2 separate regions of the Mus musculus genome follow, and region 2 is linked to region 1. Evidence: chromatin contacts called from public Hi-C data. All regions are on one chromosome and are shown on one strand. Each heading gives the region's core, a stretch centred on a gene start, on an enhancer-like site or on the middle of the called end of the contact. The rest is flanking DNA. Distances are from core to core; before and after follow the strand shown.

Region 1 (3,280 bases), core at 543-3,042:
GGTAACAAAAATAAATAACTCGCGGCGACTTTATTATTTATGTTCCTCATATCAGGGGAGGCAAAATTCTGAAAGGAGTCCCTTTACGACATCCACGGGACAAGGGGATCTGGAGGGGGTTCAGGAGCCCTGCAACTCCAGCCCATTTGCCAGGTGTGAGCGGCACTTGTAGACCGAGGTGAGGTGGGTTTCAACATGGATGTGTACCAGGAGTCTTTGTGTGCAGAGATCCCATTATATGTGTCTCCTACAAAGGAAGAGGGGGCTGATGGCACCATCATGACTTCCTAATCCATTGTTACCCTCCAGGTTCAACTTCTGAGTCTCATCACAATTCATCTCACCCACTTACCTGCCAGATTCCAAATGGATGTGAGATAGCTTCCTGCGATCTAGCAATTTATCTCCAGACAGTTCTTGGAAAACAATGCATGTGACACTTTATTGTTTTTAATAGATAGAAATGTAAATAAATAATAAACAAATCATTTCCTCAGGTGAGGATGTCACCAAAAAGAAGACAACCCAGGTGCAGCAAACCCCACTAAAACCCAAGCTTGTCAGTGAGCTGACACTGGCCAACTCCGGCTCCAGAGCGATGAGAAGTGAAAGAAGGTTGATCATGACGTACCAGCCTCAAGTGTTGTATGTATTGCAGCAGCATGAGGAAACCAAGAGAACATAAGAGCTGGCTCATGCCAAGGGGGAGCAAGAGACTTCCCATCTGCTATCTGGGAACTTGAGACCCAGTAAATCTGCTGTATAATTAAATCTATGTCTGAAGGCTCAAGAAGCAGGGAGCTTTGTGGTGTAAATCCTTCAGTCTGAAGGTTGAGAACTGGGAGCTCTAGTGTCTCGGGTCAGATGTTAGCAATGGGAGAATTACCTCCACACACACCTGAGTAGTGTGTTGTTCGATTGAGACCCTCAATGGCTCTCAGTGCTTTCGATGATGGATCTTCCCACTGATTCAAACGTCCAGACGCTCTAGGGATGCTTGACATGTGGGTCTCAGTGGACCCCCTAGAATCAGATATAGAAGTGTCTAAATCTCCCCTAGCTGTCCTTTCTTTCTCCTTTCCTCTCTACTTTCATGTCTCCCCTTCCTTCCTCACGCCCCACTCTCTCGCTTGTGAGGACTTATTGGAACTTTTACATATGGAGGCTACATTTGAGGTAGGCTGGTGTCTCTCCTGACATGAACTGGCACACAGCTACCATGGCAGTCGTGAGAATGTTTGCCGGGTAGACTGCACGATTTTCTCATTTATAAATATAATGAATCTCAGAACTAGCAGACGTCATTTCTTTTCGCCATCATTCAAAGTTTTATTGAGAGGGATGGTCGACTCTGTCCTCAGAATAACTTGTCACATCCTCCCATCTCTTCTCTCCTTCCCGACATCCTTGCTTAGATCACACATCCAGAGCTGTGAGCTGAATCTCACCACCAAAAAAGATTTGTCCCAACCCCAGGCCTCTGTGGTCATAAACGGTTCCTTATTTGGCAATGGGACCTCTGTAGACACAGCTCCATTAGGAGGATGAGGTCACGCCTGACTCACTGCGTCCAGACAGGATCCTAGTGCCTTTATCAAGGGGCCAGGTTTGGAGTCGTATTGGAAGGGGTTGGGGGAGGTGTTAGGGCTGGCTGAGCCGCAGAACCAAGGGATGTCTCTGCACGCCAAGAAATGTGAATGTTACTGGCAAACACCAGAAGCTAGGAGAGGCAGGAACTGGTTCTCCCCCAGGGCCTCCAGAAGAAACCGCCGTGAGTGTCTTCACTGAGATCTCACTCTAAGTCACAAAGGTGGTGGCACTTCCTGACCACAGTTCTGCGGAGTTCTTGAACCTGGTGGCCCCAGTGGCTTTCAGATACAGTTCCTGCTTCCAGACCCTTAACTTCTTTCATCCTGGACCACCATGGCATCCTGCACTGTGTGCTCACTGCTGGTCTGACGCCGAGGAAAGGGCCCTCAAACACTGGAGGGAAGTCCAAGAATGTGGAGAGAGATATTTTGAGCCCAGGAAGTGGCTTTGATCTTTAAATACACCCCATACTTGCTGAAAATGTGGGGTGTTCTTTTTAAATATCTTCGGCTCTCCTAAAATTATCTAATACCTCTTACTCTGCCAAAGCTACCTGGGGATTAAGACACCTTGCTTTCCCATCACATACTGGGCTATTGTTTCTCATGGCTCCTCTGGGCTGCTCATCTCTCTGTATGTTTTCCTCTGGACCTGAGGGGAGGCTCCTCCTCCTCCTCACTAAATACTGTTTAAATCTCATTTTCTCTCTGGCTGAGAGCTGGAAATGAGCACCTCAGACTGAAGATACTTGAACTAATGTCGCCAAACAGGTCGTTACCTGTGTCCTCCTCAGCTGGGCAGACTGAGAGTTTTCTGAGGAACTCCTTAAAATTGTCACCTTGGTGTCTTTGTATAAATTTTCCTAATTACTGTGTCCAGAGTCCACTGGTGAGACCCATAATTTATGTTTGTGTGCCAGACTGATCACAGACAGAGACCTGGACAGTGAACTCAGATAGCTTGTCTCTATAGGAAGGATGGTTCTGTCCTTGTACGGGGAGGGACAGAGGGTTTCCATTTCTTTCAGCTCCGTTGATGATGCTGAGTTCTGAGCTTAGAGCCAAACCAGGAATATGGTATGTGGTTCTTCTGGCTCAGTTTCTAGTCACCTGGAGTCACAGGAAGCTTTCTTTGCCAGATTCACCAGATGGTAAATCTGTAGTCATGACCTTGGTACTCCTTGCTGGAAATGGAGGCCAGGTGTGGTACCAGCAGCATCTCTGTGTGGCTCAAGTGTCTTCCTGACAACCTGTCTGGAGTAAAGGTATAGGAATGCCAGATCTCAGCATGACTGGGCTGAGGGTCCCTGTGTATCTGGAAGGCTTTGGTCCATCACAGTCTGTCTGGAGCTGTGATCCACAAGGTCAGGAGGAGATGGGATAAATAGTGACAGACATGTGTGTTGTATCTTTGAGCACACAGCTTCTCAGCGGTCAGGTAAAATGTACGTGCATGTGCATCTGTGTGCATGTGTGTGTTTGTGTGTATGTGTCTATGTGGGTACTTCATTCTTTTCTTTCTTTTCATTTTTGTTTTTTGAGATAGGGCCTCTTTATCTGTAGCCTAGGCTGACCTTGAACTCAGACTCACAATAGACCACACAACGGCCTCTGCTTTCTGAGTGGTACAATTATAGGCATAAGCTACCAAGCCATTTTTTAAAAAAAAATTTTGTTAGTTTTTGAGACAA
Region 2 (3,280 bases), core at 502-3,001, 170 kb after region 1:
ACGAGAGCCTGTTGATCTCAAAGCATTCCCAACAGCCATGCTCAAAGCTGCTGGTTTCAGAGAAGTTGGTTGAAAGTAGCTGTCATGGAGCCTCTGGTTACCCTCTAGAGCCAGGCTTCATTAACAACAGTCAGAAGCCCCTTAGCCCCTCCACACTACACTGCATCCTCTGATAGCGCCACATGCCTTGTCGCCTGGACTGCTGGCTCAGAAGCATTCAGGAGCTTTTGCCAGACAAGAAAGACCTCAGGCTCACCCTGGGCCCACACCCGAGTCTGTCTTTTATAAGATCTTAAAGCTACTTCCTTCAGGGCACATTAAACTCTAAGAATCTTTGGTCTCCTCGGTGTCAGCTGTGGTAACTGTACCTTCCCTACCAGTCAGTACCTTGGAGAAAAAAAGACAGACAGACAGAGGGAAGAGAGAAACAAAGGAAGGAAGAAAGGAGGGGAGAAGAAGAAAGGAGAGAAATGGGAGAAAGAAGAGAAAGGAGAACACAGGAGTTTAGGAAGAAGGAAGAGGTAAAGAAATAAAAGGATGCAGAGAAGACAGAAGGAGGCAGTGAGGGAAAGAGATTAAGATGGAAGGAATGGACAAAGGGATAGAGAGAAGAGAGAGTGGGAGACTGGGGAAGTAGGATGTGACAGGGAGAGAAAAGAGGAGAGAGATACAGAAAGGCAGAGACAGCGAGACACACAGAGATGAGAGAGATGCAGAGACAGACAGAGAGCCAGAGACAGAGAGAGAAAGAGAGAAAGGAGAGAGAAGAGATGAGAGAGACAGAGAGACACAGAGAGCGACAGAGACAGCAAGATACAGCGAGAAAGGGAAAAGAGAGAGAAAGACACACAGAGAGACAGAGACAGACAGAGAGACACACAGAGAAAGCGAGAGACAGAAAGAGAGAGAAGAGAGGAGAGATACAAAGAGAAACAGAGAGAAAGAGAGAAAGAGAGAGAGGAGAGAGAGAGAGAGGGAGGAGAGAGAGACACAGAGACAGAGAGACAGATTTCACGTTCAGCCTGATCTTTAACATCTAAAGCTTTAGCCAGTGGATGACACTGCAGGGTGGGACTAAGGACCTTGGAATGAGAGGCCTCCTTTTTCACTGCCTTCCTCTTCCTAAAACTCAAGCTTATTCACAGTTCCTGTAAAGGATATTAAGCCTCGGAGATTACAGGCACTTCGTCACTGGGGGATCGGGAAGGGGAAGGGATCGCACTAAACCTAGAGTTAGCCTGAGTGCAACTAATTGAAACCCTCAATTAATAGGATCAGCTTCCGCCTTCAGGACAAAAGCAAACACTACGAAGACAAATTAGCACTGGGATTTTTCCGTCATCCCCCTCTGGTGACATTCTGAACGCACTGACTACTGGGTACACAAGGAGCTTTGTGGGTTGTTGACAGCAGGCTGGGAAGACCAGGCTTGCCAGCCTCGCTCTGGATGGGCCTGCCACCTTAGCAGGCTGCGTCCTGTCTGAGCTTCATTTCTGGCCTGTGCAGTAGGGACTAAAATAACAACCATCTATTCAGAGAGCCTTGGCTGAGAGAAGTTGGGCTTGCTCCCAGGTCTGGGTTCCCTTCAACCTCCCTGTCTCCAGATCCTCCTGTCAAAGCACAGCTTGGGTGCACTGTACGCGCGCGCGCGCGCACACACACACACACACACACACACACACACACACACACGGTCTGAGTCCGCCAGCAGAGGGCGTGTTTTCCCCACAGCCTGGGGTTGAGGCGAAGGCTTTTTCTGTTTAAAACCAAAGCTACCCACAAAGGATGGGATAAGGGTAAAGAGTGCTACCGGAGGTGCTGAGCTGGTTTAGGAAACACTGGCACCACCTTCTGGAACATCGCGGTATTGACGTCCCCGTGGAAGAAAGCTGGTTTCCGGCAGGCATAGTGTGTCTTGCGCCAATCTTGGAACCTCAAGGCTCTAACAGTTTTCTTTTCTTTTCCTCTGTCATTTTCCAATCTCCTCTCACTCTTAGTTTTTCCAGCCAGGCTGACCTGGAATTTGCTGTGTAGCAGAGGGTGACCTTGAACTCCTGATACCCCTGCTTCCATTGCCCAAATGCTGGGATCAACAGGCACGAGCTACCTTACCTGCAGTTTTTCCTCTTATATTCCTGTACCTCCTGGGATATAGCCAGAGTCTTACGCATACTGAGCTAGTGCTTTAATTCTGTATGTATTCTATCTCAGCCTCTGGTAATCACTCTTTACCGGGGTTTTGCGTGTCTTCCTTCTGTTTCCCAATGCAAGCCTTTCCCTGACTGTCTGATTAAGCGCAGCCTCTATAGTGAGGACTCTGTGAGTGTTTTATGCTCCCCCTTCCAGTAGAGGGCCCTTTCATCTCACAGACTGTTCAAAGCTCTGTGGCAAGGCAGTTAGGTGCTGGCCCCGGAACTGAGAACTCCACCTCCAGTCAATGTTCTGTTTCGACGTGGTGACTTAGGCAGGTGAGAGTCCCTGTCGCCTCAGTTTCCTTGTCCATAACAAGGCTGACTGCAGAAGCCACCCGGAATAGTCAGACACCCAGAAACCAGGACCCTATTTTCAGACTCAGCTGGGGGCACCTGGGAGCAAGGGTGGAGCCTACAGCAGAACTAGAGATAGGACCAGCCTCTTCTCTGCCTGGCCAGACTCAGTTTCCTTGGCCACCTCGTTTAACAATTGGCTACTAAGTGAGCAGAGGCCATTATGTACTGTGTTAAAATAAGACCATTCCGGGCAGTCTGACTAAAATCATTCCCCATGCCTGTTTGCTCCATTAGATCACATGCATACATTTCCCCAGTTAAATTAATCGGAATGATGGACTCCATCTTTAAAGGCAATGGAATAATAAATTGCCGTTATCCAAACAGGGAAATAGGCTCTGTGGGAGAGCGTCACACCGCAGCTTCACGGTGCTCTACTACGCGAAGGTCTCCTTTCTACCCGCACTCTCTCACTCAGAGAAATCAGCCCTTTAAAATTGCAGGCGTCTGATGGAGCAATAGAGAATGAACCTACACAGACTGAAGGATGCTGGGAGTCCAGACCCACGCTTTGTGAAGAACCACAAGTCTGTGACCACAGAGATGTCTTGCCATCATGCTCTTCCTGAGGGCATCAAAGAATTGGTCTCTGCTATTACTGGAAACCCTGAGGGCAGCACCACTGGGCCACTTGGGCTGGCTCTCTTCCCCTCAGAGACTGCCCCTCTGCCCTGTTATTCAGTGGAGTAGCAAGTCCCATAGGGAAAGCCCAGTGATATAGTGGAGATGTG

The links. Hi-C and Micro-C count contacts between places; a contact is called where the count stands out from the background.
Region 2: a contact with region 1 is called in a Hi-C map of CD8 T cells, with 2.0 times the contacts expected there. The contact joins two enhancer-like sites. A contact is called at or near these places in 1 of 484 Hi-C or Micro-C datasets (CD8 T cells) and 1 of 115 datasets of contacts at active chromatin or transcription factors (embryonic stem cells).

Annotation. Positions count from the first base shown.
Region 1 is chr16:95,166,724-95,170,003 of GRCm38.p6, forward strand. No RefSeq gene overlaps it. Among named protein-coding and RNA genes, the nearest start is that of Gm31754, 73 kb to the right of the region's middle. Within about 2 kb of position 1,793, at least 19 of the 459 cell types and tissues checked have an H3K27ac peak or open chromatin away from gene starts, as enhancers often do. A contact at or near this core is called in CD8 T cells, where this site is marked.
Region 2 is chr16:95,339,855-95,343,134 of GRCm38.p6, forward strand. No RefSeq gene overlaps it. Among named protein-coding and RNA genes, the nearest start is that of Gm31641, 82 kb to the left of the region's middle. Within about 2 kb of position 1,752, at least 55 of the 459 cell types and tissues checked have an H3K27ac peak or open chromatin away from gene starts, as enhancers often do. A contact at or near this core is called in CD8 T cells, where this site is marked.